Linked DNA regions of Sus scrofa: regions 1, 3, 4 and 5 are each linked to region 2. The links are chromatin contacts, called in public HiChIP or PLAC-seq maps. All regions are on one chromosome and are shown on one strand. The core of a region is the stretch at or near the end of the contact, and the rest is flanking DNA. Distances in the headings are between cores, read along the strand shown.

What was found. HiChIP or PLAC-seq counts read pairs in DNA pulled down with a chosen protein or histone mark.
Region 1: an H3K27ac HiChIP or PLAC-seq map of alveolar macrophages shows a contact between it and region 2. The contact joins two enhancer-like sites. A contact is called at or near these places in 1 of 47 Hi-C or Micro-C datasets (embryonic fibroblasts) and 1 of 2 datasets of contacts at active chromatin or transcription factors (alveolar macrophages).
Region 3: a contact with region 2 is called in an H3K27ac HiChIP or PLAC-seq map of alveolar macrophages. The contact joins two enhancer-like sites. A contact is called at or near these places in 1 of 47 Hi-C or Micro-C datasets (embryonic fibroblasts) and 1 of 2 datasets of contacts at active chromatin or transcription factors (alveolar macrophages).
Region 4: a contact with region 2 is called in an H3K27ac HiChIP or PLAC-seq map of alveolar macrophages. The contact joins two enhancer-like sites. A contact is called at or near these places in 1 of 47 Hi-C or Micro-C datasets (fetal skeletal muscle) and 2 of 2 datasets of contacts at active chromatin or transcription factors (alveolar macrophages and skeletal muscle).
Region 5: a contact with region 2 is called in an H3K27ac HiChIP or PLAC-seq map of alveolar macrophages. The contact joins two enhancer-like sites. A contact is called at or near these places in 1 of 47 Hi-C or Micro-C datasets (embryonic fibroblasts) and 1 of 2 datasets of contacts at active chromatin or transcription factors (alveolar macrophages).

Annotation. Positions count from the first base shown.
Region 1 is chr4:14,226,193-14,228,892 of Sscrofa11.1, forward strand. No RefSeq gene overlaps it. Among named protein-coding and RNA genes, the nearest start is that of TRIB1, 71 kb to the right of the region's middle. Within about 2 kb of position 1,284, at least 39 of the 83 cell types and tissues checked have an H3K27ac peak or open chromatin away from gene starts, as enhancers often do. A contact at or near this core is called in alveolar macrophages, where this site is marked.
Region 2 is chr4:14,075,727-14,078,426 of Sscrofa11.1, forward strand. All of the region lies in intron 8 of LOC102165543 (a long non-coding RNA gene), which reads left to right. Among named protein-coding and RNA genes, the nearest start is that of TRIB1, 220 kb to the right of the region's middle. Within about 2 kb of position 1,450, at least 15 of the 83 cell types and tissues checked have an H3K27ac peak or open chromatin away from gene starts, as enhancers often do. A contact at or near this core is called in alveolar macrophages, where this site is marked.
Region 3 is chr4:14,243,617-14,246,316 of Sscrofa11.1, forward strand. No RefSeq gene overlaps it. Among named protein-coding and RNA genes, the nearest start is that of TRIB1, 53 kb to the right of the region's middle. Within about 2 kb of position 1,380, at least 2 of the 83 cell types and tissues checked have an H3K27ac peak or open chromatin away from gene starts, as enhancers often do. A contact at or near this core is called in alveolar macrophages, where this site is marked.
Region 4 is chr4:14,276,511-14,279,210 of Sscrofa11.1, forward strand. No RefSeq gene overlaps it. Among named protein-coding and RNA genes, the nearest start is that of TRIB1, 20 kb to the right of the region's middle. Within about 2 kb of position 1,406, at least 7 of the 83 cell types and tissues checked have an H3K27ac peak or open chromatin away from gene starts, as enhancers often do. A contact at or near this core is called in alveolar macrophages, where this site is marked.
Region 5 is chr4:14,311,242-14,313,941 of Sscrofa11.1, forward strand. No RefSeq gene overlaps it. Among named protein-coding and RNA genes, the nearest start is that of TRIB1, 14 kb to the left of the region's middle. Within about 2 kb of position 1,265, at least 8 of the 83 cell types and tissues checked have an H3K27ac peak or open chromatin away from gene starts, as enhancers often do. A contact at or near this core is called in alveolar macrophages, where this site is marked.

The DNA.
Region 1 (2,700 bases), core at 34-2,533, 150 kb after region 2:
ATAGCTTTAGATCAGGGATCATGATGTATCCATCTTTGTTCTTCTTTCTCAAGATTGCGTTGACTATTCAGAGTCCCCTGTGGTTCCATACAAATCTGAGTGTTGCTTGTTCCTGACTTCAGATTTTCCTTTCTCTGATGCCCCTTCAGGCCTCAGCTTTTATCCAAATCCACTCCAGTTCTCTAAAAAAAAAAAAAAAAAAATTTAATGATAACAATGAATAATAACTACATTTTTGTGTGCTCTGTCTGTAATAAATCTATGACAATGCTATAACAATTACTTTATATAACAATACTAGCATTTATTAAGAACTCTTACTTACATACTGGGCCACCTTCTTTCAATTATATATATATATTAGCTTATTTATCAACTCCATGAGGAAGGTGCTATAATATAATTCCCTTTTAAAGATGAGAAAGCTGGGGCACAGGACAGTTAAGTCACCTGCTTAAGGACACACAGCTAATGAGCCACAGAACAAGGAGTTAAACTTCAAGCTGTAAAGTCTGATTCTTAGCATCTATATCCTGCTGCCTCATGCAATCCTCCTGGGTCCTTAATGACAGTCTTCCCAGGCAGATATTTCCTGATTTTACAAATGAGAAAACTGGAGACTCAGCTATATCTTGGGCCCATGTGCCGAGTCGCCATATTGGAATTGGACCCTAAACCCAGTATTGTCTAATCCCATAGTCTGAGGCCCCAACCACCACACAGCTCTGCCCTTCCGTTCACACCAGTCTGAGCTTGGGGGAGCAGGGAGGGCCTCCCCATCTCCCTCCGAGGAATTGTTTGAGCCTTCTCCTCATGGTCAAGAATTTCTCACACGGGCTCCCCACTCAAGGGAGGCCTCCTGGGTTTCTGGATTCAAAGCCTGTGCGTGTGTCACGGCCAAGCATCTACACTAGCTGTGCCCCTGCAGATTTTCTCCAATCTTCAACTCCTCGGCAAGTGCTAGGGACTTTGTTCCATGATGGAAGGTCACTCGGTTCCAGTGGCAGGCTCAAGTGGGTGAGGGAGGCCCTTTGAGTCATGGAGGAAACCACAAGCTCGGGTCCCCGCAGCCCCTGCTCCCAGAGGCCGCACCCCAATACTGTGGAAATGTGTAATTTGCACCCTCATCCACCTCCCACAGACCCAGGGTTCTGCTGCTGCTGATTCATTTTGAGAAGCTCCACTTTCCACAGCTTCATGAGGAAGGATTGTCCCCACCGCCAGAGCCATGTGTGTTTGCTATGATTCATCAGATCGTCTGCAATCGCCTCAAAAATAGCCCTTACGCAATGCAGGAGCCGCTGGGAGCCTCGGCGCAGGGGCTTCCCCTCTTAGTCACCCTCTGGGCCTCAGTCCACTTCCACGCAGCCACGGGAACTCGGAGGGACAGGCACATGCCCAAAAGAGGAACTTGAGAAACTAGCAGGCGGGGGGTGAAGGCCGCCCCCCCACAGTTGGCAACTGTGATGAGGCAAGATCGCAGCTGTGGGCCTCTGTAGAAGTGAAATGTGCTCCGTAAACAAAATCTCCCAAGGCCAAGGGTGGCCGCGGCCCTGTGCCCTCTGGTCCCAGGGTCTGTGGCCAGCAAGGAGGCCCCGGACACGGCTGATCAGCTCTTCCTGCAGATTTGGATGTTCGACGGGAAGGCAGGCTGCTGGCAGAGGCTGATGCTGGTCTGAGCCTACAGAGAACACTGAGAGGGACAAGAGGGAGGGTGGTGTCCCACTGGGGGTGCCTCCTGCTGGAAGGAGGCCCTTCCGGTCCAGTGTTCCTCCTCTCTAGCCACCAGCAGTTAGATATGATGGGGGTTGGAGAGAGTTGTCACCACATGGATGCTCAGGCCCCATCTCCAGAGATCCTGGGTGGGCCTGGGTGTGGGTGCTTTTCAAAAGCTGACATTTTAGAGTTGAAAACTAGTTACCTAGGGCGAGCCATCACGTTGCATAGAAGGAGTTGCTGAACTTCAACTTTCCCTTGGCCTACAAAGCCTTCCACGATCAGGCCTCTTCATTTCCTCATTACCTCTCTGAATTCTCTGGGGTTTTTTGCTTGTTTGTTTGTTTGTTTGTTGTTTTTTCTTTTTTAGGGGCCGCACCTGCAGCATATGGCAGTTCCCAGACTGAGGGTTGAATCTGAGCTGCAGCCGCCAGCCTACGCCACAGCAACACGGGATCCGAGCCGCATCTGCAATCCACACCGCAGCTCACAGCAACTGCCGGAGTCTGAACCCACTGCAGAGATTGAACCCACATCCTCATGGATACTAGTCAGGTTCTTAACCCACTGAACCACAGGGGAAACTCGTGAATTCTCTGGTCTTACCACTTCTCTCTCTCTCTCCTCTTCCAGTCTCCTCCCCGCTCTTCCTCTTTCCCTCTCCCTGACTCTCCCCCCACCCTCCTCTCTTCCTCCCACCTCAGGGCCTTTGCACCACCTGTTACCCCTGCCTTTGCCCCAGATCCCTCAGGATTCTAAGTCCGAATCAGTACCTTAGTGCCTCTCCATGTTCTCACTTCATTTTCCTTCACAGCACAACAGACCCTATGTCTGTATTTTTTTATTGCCTTATCCTCCATTAGAATGTAGTCTCAGAAGGGCCAGGGCTTCCTGCTGCACTCCCAGCACCAGCATAGTGACTGGCAAGCCACGATTGCTCAATACCTATATTTGCTGGTGGATGGACAACCCCAGTATGGTGTT
Region 2 (2,700 bases), core at 200-2,699:
GCAACCCTTGAGGAAGGTATACTGCCCCATCCTGCTCAGATGGGAAGCTGAGGTTTGAACCCACTGTGCCAAGGCTTATGTCAAGCACTGTACCACTGTGACTCAGAGGAGGAGGTGTCCACTCCTGAACCAGAAAATCCCATTTTGTCATAGCGCATACGACTGAAGATACTCCCTGTCAGCTTCCCAGCTGACACTCCCCTGTACCAAGGGGCCATGGGAGACACAAAAAAACAGGAAGCATCAAGGGCAGGGGTATCTAAGGAATGCCCGCTGTGTGCCAGGCACTACACTGGTCACCCAACATGAGCCATCCTAAACAGATGGTCCTTACAAGAGTGACACTGAGGTCAAGATTAGCACACCTGTTCTACAGACAGGGAAATAGAGACTCGGGGAGGCTGGAAGTGATTCGTCAAAGATTCGACTCCACAAGAGATCATTACCATTATGAACAGTGCAGACTCCTGGGCCCCATTCCAGACGGGCTGAATCAGCTCAGAGGTTGGGACCCCAGGAATGTGCTTTTCAAACCGTTTCTCTCCAAGATTTTCCGATGGTGAAAGTGTGAGAACACTGTCCTCCACCAGGGGCTCCGAGTTGGGGACACAAGACCTTCATGCCTCAAAGGTCCAGTAATAGATGACAGTGAGCCAGGATTTGTCAACAGGAGGCAGCTGGTACAGTTGTTAGTGCATAGTCTCTGGAGCCAGGTCTCTGGAGTTCGAATCCTGGCTCTGCAAATACTAGTTGTGTCACCTTGAGCTAGCCACATTCCTCACTGTGCCTGAGCTTCCTCATCTGAAAAACTGCATCAAAAAGAACACCTAGGAGTTCCTGTTGTGGCGCAGTGCAAACGAATCCGACTAGGAACCATGAGGTTGCAGGTTTGATCCCTGGCCTTGCTCAGTGGGTTAAGGATCTGGTGTTGCCGTGAGCTGGGGTGTAGGTCATAGACACAGCTCAGACCCTGCGTTGCTGTGGCTGTGGCGTAGGCTGGCAGCTGTAGCTCCGATTGGACTGGAAACTCCATATGCCACAGGTGAGGCCCTGAAAAAACAAAAGATAAAAAAAAAAAAAAAGAACACCTAGAAGGTTGTTTGGGGAGGATGAATGAGTTAAATGTGTGGAGTTTGGCACAGTGCCTGCCACAGAGTAACAATCCAGCGATGCCGTTGTCATCATTACATGATCAATTGTCCCAAATAACACAAGAAAGAGGAGATTATTTGACACTGTGGCTCCTGAAGGAGGAGGTCAAAGAGCAGCGTTCCAGAGAATTTGAATGGATAAAAAGAGAAGAGCTTAAACAACAGCTCTTTCTTTCATTCCTGAGCTGATCTTACATCACTGTTTGTTATTCCTCAGGAAGTGTCACCAAGAGCAAGTCACTGCAGTCGAGACAGGTCGTGAATCAGTCTGCGAGGCTGAATCACAGCCAGAGCACATCCTCTCCTGGGTCTTGAGGGGAGGAAGATGACAGTTCTCTTTGAAGCGAGGACGGCTTTGCCCAAGAAGGGAGCTGTGTATATTTTTTATGGCCACCAGGGGGAGACAGAGAGCTTAACTGACTTCACAAACTGAACAGTATTCCTAAATTCCTTGAAGATTTGGGCCATTGCCCACTGATTTGTTTTCACTTTTGCTGTTTCCCCTACTTAGAATGGCCCCCATTTAACCCATCATCATTCTCCCAGCCAACTTCTTCATATGCAAACTAACCTCTGGCCAGCCACTATGCCAGGGGCCGAGGGAAGATACAAAGAAATATAAGGCATTTAAGGAACGCTTTGTGTGTACAGGTACTCCACTGGTATCCTTGTAACTACAATGAGGTCATTCATTTTCAAGATTCACTTCATCAGGAATAAGATTCAGGGCACTGTCACTAAGTGCCAGGCACTGTGCTAACATTTCTGTGAATTAGCTCATTTAACTCCCTGAACTACCCAATAAGTAAGTACCACCATTATACCCACTTTACAGCAGAACAGACTGAGTCTTGAGGGAATTAATAACATCTGCCCAAGAACGCAGAGCTAATAAGGGAAATGGAATTCATGTATGAGCCCATGGAGTCTGGTTATAGAACCAAAGCTGAAAACTGGCCACCTCTCTGGTCCTTCCACAAAGCCTTGCCTCTGCCCACACTGTTCTCTCTCTTCTCTGGATTCTGATCTTGTTTGTAAGCAATCCAATGTAGGACTTATACTCATTTCTTCTCTCACACACACTGGCAAATGCCACTCTCCCATCCTACCCCCATCCCACCCCTGCCAGGTATAGAGTAAGTTTCTTAAAGCCAATGATTCTATCTCACCCTTATTTCTATGTAACTACCATTTATTAAGCATCTCTGTATCTGACATTATCAAGGGCACATTTATTCTTTAGATTTGCTGTTTACTAGTCTTCACAGTAACCCTGGCAAGTAAGTAGTAGTATCCACATTTTATAGGTGGAAGATTAAGTCTCAGAAGTTACATGATCCTAGACCACTCACCTACCTGGCAGGTAGAATATGCAGGACCCCAAGGCCTGCAGTCTCTCCATGACCCTCAGCTCCACCTCCCCCTCTGCCTTGCTTGGGGCAGCACCCAGAATGAAGGGAGCCTCAGAACATGAACTCGAAGGCTTCAGTTAAGGTCCCTCACTCTCTGGGATGCAGGTCAAAAGCATCATCTATTGATTCCTGTCCGG
Region 3 (2,700 bases), core at 130-2,629, 170 kb after region 2:
GGGGCATGGGGCAGCGGGAGGTGACCCGTAGGAGGGAAAAGTTTTGCTTTAGACATGATAAGACTTGGGAGTGAGGGGTTCCCGTGTGGCTCAACAGTAACAAACCCAACTAGTATCCATGACCATGTGGGTTTGATCCCTGGCCTCGCTCAGTGAGTTAAGGATCCAGCTTTGCCATGAGCTGTGGTGTAGGTCGCAGATGCGGCTCAGACCTTGTATGGCTGTGGCTGTGGTGTAGGCTGGCGGCTAGAGCTCCAATTCGACCCCTAGCCTGGGAATTTCCATATGCTGCGATTGCAGCACTAAAAAGCCAAAAAAAAAAAAAAAAAAAAAAAAGAAAGAAAGGAAAAAAAAAGGCTTGGGAGTGAGCAAGGCAATAAGGAGATGAGGGTGAGGGGAGAAGACAGGGATCAGAAATTGGAGAAAGGGAGGCAGAACCCAAAGAGGCTGGAGAGGTAGACCCAGAGGTGCCTGGACCTCTTGATGGCAGGGGTCAGACTTTGCTTAACCACAGCCAGGGGTTGGAAATACTTCTTACACAGTGACCCAGCATCCACGTGTAGAGAGTGACCTATGTACACACACACACACACACACACACACACACATGCATGCACACAAGCAGAAAAAAATGGAGGAGATGGATTGGGGTTTGGAGGTGACTAAAGGAATTTCATCTGGATCTGATGGGATGGGATGGGATGTTCCCCAGTGACATCTGGGTTTCACGCACAAGAACGCACAGAACACCTTCAGAACCGCGTACGCTCCCTAAACCTCCAAGGCAGGGGCAGGGGCGGGGTCTCTGTCCTTGCCTTTGTAACTGTGGGTCATGCATCTGTATCTGGGGGCTGGGGGACCTCTTTCTGTATGTCTGTTTTTCCATGCCTGCATATCTGTGTGTATCCCATTTTCTGACTCAATTTATCATTTCTCTGGGACACACTGTCCTAGAATCTTATACCAGATGTTAACATCTCTGAGCCTCAATTTTCCCAGCTGTGAAGTGGGTGTAATAATGCCTACCCCTTGGAGCGGTTGTGAGGATTATTTGAGAGAGCAGATGAAAGTACTGCTAAATCATAGCAGCTATTCAGATGAGGGGGTGGGCAGTAGTGATGGTGGTAGTAGTAACAGATTCTAGCCAAGAGGAAAAGGATAGAAAGGATGAAGGATTTAATCAATTGACCTGTAAGACCAGCCTGGAGGGTAGGCAGGGATGTGGCCACCTGGTCACCATGGTTTGGGGCTGGAAAGTGACCACACACCCCAACCCCACCCCAACCCCATCCCAACCCCATAGATTCACCACCCAAACCAACCCTTACAAAAGCCTGAGGCATCACGTTCTTGCTCAGCAACTGACTTATGAGCCAGACCACATCATCCTCCCCATCCATAAGGCAGCCAATCCTCCAGCCTCCTCTGATCCAGGGGCTGTCTCCCTCCAGGGTGGCGTGAAGCTTTCTTCCCCAGGGCACCCATCCTTAAAGGACCATTCCACATCCGAGTGCAATTTCCCAACGCTCCTTTTTCTCTGTTCTTTTCCAGGGACCCAGTGCCCCAAGCGTTCCAAAAATAAGAGAATATCCCCAAATTTGGCCTGGGGCGGGGGGATCGGCCCCTTCCTGAGACCATCACCCAGGGCCATCCCTGTTGCAACGGTGGTCTCGTAACAATCGCTTACAAACCCGGTTAGGCAAGTTGCTTTTGCGTGATGGGCTATCTTGAGTAAATAGCATCCTATGTCCCCTGCCGGTCACTTGCTCAAGACATTGCTGGACATTGCATTAGAGTCACTGACACACAGAGTTTTGAAAATGAAAACAGGCCCTCTGGCTTCTGATCAGATAGCATTTAACTCATTCGTGATTGCGCCAGGGTTTCCCAAGGCTCTGGGGCCACAGAACGGCTCTTGCTACAGTGCAGACAGAGGCTGGTGGGGACAGTTGGAGCCTCGGGCCACCCAACGATGAAGCTTCTAAGAGTGAACAGGCCAGCTGGGGTCTGCATCACCTTGGCCCCAGTAGCCCCCATGTGGTCCTCTGGGGCCGTTTAGCCTGTTGAGCTAATCCAGGTTCGACCCCCACGGGGTTGGGGGAGTAGATGTGGTTCCAGTCTCTTAATTTGATCCCTTATTCTGGGGGCCTTTCCTGATGATAGAGATCCTGAACTGACAGGGGTAGATAAGATACATTTCAGGCATCTATCGCTATGCGACACATCAGCCCAAAACCATGATTTAGAGCAGTGATGGAGATCCCGCGGTGGCTCGGCAGGTTAAGAACACAACAGGTATCCATGAGGATGTGGGTTGTTTGTTTGTTTGTTTGTTTTTTAATGAGGACTTTCTTTCCTTATTTCTTTTTGTCTTTTGTCTTTTTAGGGCCACACCTGTGGCATATGGAGGTTCCCAGGCTAGAGGTCTAATCAGAGCTATAGCCACCGGCCTTCACCACAGCCCCAGCAACACAGGATCCGAGCCATGTCTGTGACCTATACCACAGCTCACGGCAACACCGGATCCTTAACCCAGGATGTGGGTTTGATCCCTGGCCTCGCTCAGCCGGTTAAGGATCAGCAGCATACGTGGCAGATGCAGCTCGGATCTGGCGTGGCTGTGGCTGTGGTGTAAACTGGCAGCTGCAGCTCCGATGCAACCCCTAGCCTGGGAACTTTCATATGCTGCAGGTGCTTTCC
Region 4 (2,700 bases), core at 156-2,655, 200 kb after region 2:
ATCTGATAATGTCTAGAGCTGCCTGACAGTGTCTGCCACAGAGCAGGCCTCCAGAAGGTTAGTTTCCTTGTCACCTTTAATCATGTGAATGCGCATCTCCCATGGTTTGAGTGTAAGCACCGAGAGGGCAGGGATCATGCAAAGGTCCTATAAATGGGAGACTTTGTGAGCGAGTAGTAGATGCTCCCCAAATACTTGAGAGTCAAACATCTGGGTGGTCCTTAGAGGGGGCAGCATAGGGCGGGGGTAGGGGCTTGTGGGGGTGGCACAGCTGGAACGAATCTTTATTTGATGCTAACTTTCCTCTGGGCAAAGCCTCTGTACCACACCTCCTTCCTTTTTTTTTTTTTTTTTTTTTTTTTTTTTGTCTTTTTGGGGCTGCACCCATGGCATATGGAAGTTCTCAGGCTAGGGGTCAAACTGGAGCTGCAGCTGCCAGCCTACACCACAGCCACAGCCATGCAGGACCCAAGCTGCATCTTCGACCTACACACAGCACACGGCAATGCTGGATCCTTAACCCACTGAGCAAGGCCAGGAATTGAATCTGCATCCTCATGGATACTGGTCAGATTCAGTACCCCTGAGCCACAACAGGAACTCCTTTTTTTTAATAGATAATTTTAATAAGTCAATATCCATTTTGGAAATTGAGCCAATAATCAAAACTTTCCACAAAAGACATCAGCAGGTAGATGGTTTAACTAGCGAATTACACTAAACATTAGAGGAAAAGAGGATACAGATTTTCCATAATCTATTCCAGAGAATAAACGCAGGAGAACACTTCCTAATTCCTTATATGAGGCTCGTGTTACCCTAATATTAATTAGATCACGTTGCCTGATGGTGCTGCTCAGGTCTATATCCTTACGACTTTTCTTTCTTTTTAGGGCCCCACCTGGGGCGTATGGAAGTTTCCAGGCAGGGGTGGAATTGGAGCTGCAGCCACCGCCCTACACCACAGCTCACAGCAACACCAGATCCTTAACCTACTGAGCGAGGCCAGGGATCGAACCCACATCCTCAAAGACACTATGTCGGGTTCTTAACCCGCTGAGCCACACCAGGAACTCCTCCTTACAATTTTCTGCCTGCTTGTTTTATCAGTTCGTGGCAAAGGGATATTAATGTCTCCCATGGTATTGGTCAATTTGTCCATTTCTCTTAAACGTCTTAAATGTTTTCCTCGCCTCCTTCATAAAGGAGAATAAGTGATGCGACACCCAGGGCCTTCCTGTCCCACCTTCTGTCCCATGGTCACCTTCAGAGTCTGTGAGACACTGAGGCTCCAGAGACCCGCGAGACCGAACAGAAGCTCCCTTCTGGCCTCAGGAGGGAAAGGGGAAGCCGTCCGGTCCAGGTTCCAGCTCTATTTGACTTGCTCGGCCTGGCCATCCCCGCAGGCTGCATTCCGAGGCCCTGCGCCAGGCTGGTGTGTAACAGGCTCCAGCCACCCTCTTGTTACCTAATGCTTTCCTAATCTGCAGTTTACGCAAGACGCGTACAAATCTCTGAGAAACACCAAGAGAAATACCCGAGCAGGCACCTCCCGGGCCGGCCTGTACCCTGCCTGGGGGCTGGCGGTTTCGCCTGGAGATGCTTGCTGTTGGTTACCCCGTGGGTGACTTGGTGCATGACATGGAGCCCCGCTTCTCACACGAGGCTCCCAGCAATCTTACCTTCACCCCTTCTCTTCCATCGCTCACCTTGGACTAAAAAAATCTACACCAAGTAGTGGGCAAATGCTTACCTCTTTCAGTAAAGCAGATCTTTCAACCAATGTTGCTGGAATGATAAGCCAATCCATATCAAAAAACAAAACAAAACAAAACAAAAAAACCAAAGCCTTGACCCTTAGTTCATATCATACATAAAAGTCAACTCAAAATCTTAAGATGGATCATTGACCTGCATGTAAAGCCCACAACAATAACACTTGTCCAAGAAAATAAATGTGGGATAAAATCTTTGTAACACTGTAAACTTTTCTTAGAAAGTGCATGAACCATAAAAGAAAAAAGGGGATAAACTGAGCTTAAAAAAAGGTAAAACTTCACCTCCTCAAAAAGCAGTCTTTAAGAACATGAAAAGACAAGTTGTATCCAGGGAGGATCAACGTATTTGCAAAACATGTATTGGATAAAGAACGTGCATCTGGAATATGAAAAGAATTCCCATATCTCAGTAAGAAAATCGACATCCCAACGGGAAAAATAGGCAAAACACCTGATCAGATACTTCATCAAAGAAGAGAGGCAGATGACAAAGTGTCAGAAAAGATGCTCACTAGGCATCAGGGAAGTGGAATTTAGAACCACAATGAGGTACCACTGCACATCTACTAGGATGACTAAGGTATTAATTAATTGACTAACTATGAATTCTTAATGAAGATGCGGAGCAACTGGTACACTCATACATCGCTGATGGGGATGCAAGATACAGTCGCCTCTCTGGAAAACAAGGCAGTGATTTCTTATCAAGTTAAACACACAATCCAGCAATCCCACGTCTAGGTATGCACCCGAGAAAAAAAATACATATCTTCACACAGACATGTTCGCAAATGTTCACGGCAGCTTTATGGGAACTTTTGCAGTAACAGAAATATTTGAAATCTTGATTATGGTGGAATTTACATAGGTAGATGCATTTGCCAAATTTTATTTACCTGTAAACTAGACAAAGATGAATTTT
Region 5 (2,700 bases), core at 15-2,514, 240 kb after region 2:
AGCTGGTCCTGCCACAGGCACTGTCTGGATGGTGGGAAAGAAAATACCTATCCTTCTCTTTCCTTCCCCGCCCCCCCACCCTGTGCCCAACCTCCAGTTGGCTGAGCCAGCACCTGGGCGGGGAAGAGGGTAGAATGGCGCTATTCAGAGAGTTTTCCTGATGCAATAACTGATTGCAAAACGCTTGCATCCCTGAGCATTTTATGGAGGGTGGTAATTTTGAGCAGAAGCAGGAAACCCCAAACTCAGCCAGCTGCCAGAACAAGGCACTGCAGGTCAAATGCTAGTCCAGAAATACAGTTACCCCAAGGCTGGGGCATTAGAAAAAAACAACCAGAACACCACCAACAACCCTAGAGTTGATCCAACTCTTCCACACCCCTAATGGCATTTGATCAACTAAGTCTGCTCAGATGGGAGGGGGCAAAGCCAAGGCTCCATTTACAGCCCAAGGTCAGCAGATGAGGAAAGGGGAGAAGGCTGAAATCTGACCCCCAGCTCCAGGTCTAGAGCTCCCTGGTGACTGATGATGCTGAGGAGAGTTCCGAGGCAGGCAGAGGAGTACAGGAACCTGTAGCCAAATCTTGCCTCTGCATCATCAGCCTGGTCCCTTAACCTCTCTGAGCCTTACTTTCCTCCTCTGCGGGTGTGAGAGGGTTGTGGTTAAGGGTTTGAGCTCTGGAGTCATAAGGCCTGGACTTTAATCCTGGCTACACTCATAGCCTGCACGACCTTGGACAAGTCACATAACCTCTCTGTGTTCGTTTCCTTGCCAGTCAAGTGAGGTTTTTCTTTCTTTTTTTTTTTAGGGCCGCACCTGCTGCATATGGAAATTCCCAGGCTAGGGGTCGAATCAGAGCTGTAGCTGCCAGTCCACACCACAGCCACAGTCAAGTCAGATCTGAGCTGCTTCTTCAACCGACACCACAGCTCATGACAACACATCAAAATTGCCTCCTCATGGATACTAGTCGGGTTTGTTACCGCTGAGCCACGACAGGAACTCCAAATGAGCATTTTTAAACCCACCTACAGGCCTGCTGTGAGGATTTGCTTAGCTAATGCCAGTAAGGCTCTTAGCACAGGCCTGGGTTATAGCAAGCAGTCAATAACTGTTAACTATTATTGTTATCTGCAAAATGAAGAAGAGAGCTTTTGGAGATGAAAGGAAACAGCACATTCCATGTCCGTGTGTGTGTGTGTGTGTGTGTGTGTGTGTGTGTGTGTGTGTGTGTGGTGTTTTGGGAAGGAAGTGCAGGGGGGTTCCCCACAGATGGAATTGGAACCTTCTAGAAAGGAGGAAGAAGCAGAAGATGGGAATCTGCGCGGGCCCTGGGTCTGCTTTGGGATATTTCCTCTTGAAACAGCTATCTGGTCTTCACCTGTGTGCTCCCTCGACTCTTGCCTGTGTCCAGAGCTGCCCTTGTCCAGCCACTCCACATTCCCAGCATCAATTCCCTTGGAAGAACCATCTCAAGCTGAAAATCTTCCTGGCCAGAGTAGCGAAAGAGTCAAAATGTAAATACACATGGGCCTCAGAGTTTCATAACTGCCCTGAGTCATTTCTTTTCACAGAATACACAGCCATGGGACAAGTGTTCTGAGTCTTATCAGTGAGGCTCAACCCAAGTGCCTTCCAGACATTTCTCATCCAGGTCCTTTCCAAGCTTTCTCCACTGAAAAGATTCTCCGGCTGTTTATGCTAATGGCAGGTCAAGGTTCCAAAGAGGAAAACAGGACCCAGGCCTCAAATTTCTGCCATCAAACATCATTTCTGTCTTCCTAATTCTTGGCTATTCCTGACCATTTCTCAGCTGCCTCAGAGGTCTGGCAACTTGCCATGTATTAGTTAGATGTTCTTTAGTTTGCAAGTAGCTGGAATTATAGTATTACATAAATAGAGTTTTGGTTGTTTTTTTTTTTTCTCACATGAAAGAAATTCAAAACTGAACAAGGACTGTTGTCATTTTGGCAGCAGTGATGTCAAAGCCATACCTACTATGAGTTTCTTGCAACCTCAAGTTGCAAGATGGCTGCTGAAGCACCAGATGTCGCATCTACTCTCAAGATTGAAAAAGGAGAGAAGGGCACAAAATAGTGGTACCACTAGTGTCAAATATTCCAGTATCAGGTATTTATTGTTGCATAAAATACCACTATAAAACTTAGTGGCTCAAAACAACAATCATTTATTAACTTATGATTCTGAGGGTCAGAGTTTGGGCTGGGATCAGCCAGCAGTTCACCTGGGCTGCTGGGCTCATTCATGTGACAGCAGTCAGTTGCTGGCTCAGTGGGGCTATATCACCTGAGAGAGCCTAATTCACATAGCTGGAATTTGATGCTGGCTACTGGAGATGTGGTGACAGAAGCAGAGGTCAGAGTGATGCCATTGCTGGAAGGGGACCACAACCCAAGGAATGTGGGTGTCCTCTATAAGCTGGAAAATGCAAGGGATGGATTCTTCCTTGAAACTTCCAGAAAGAATAAATTGTGCCAACACCTTGATTTTACCCCAGTAAGATCCATTTTCAACTTTGGATATCCAGAACTGTAAGATAATAAATTTGTATGAAGTCACTTACATTTGCAATAAATTATTACAGCAGCAATAAGAAACTATCTCCAGAGTTTCCCTTGTGGCTGAGTAGGTTAAGAACCCAACATATCGTCCATGAGGATGCGGGATCCTTAACTCGG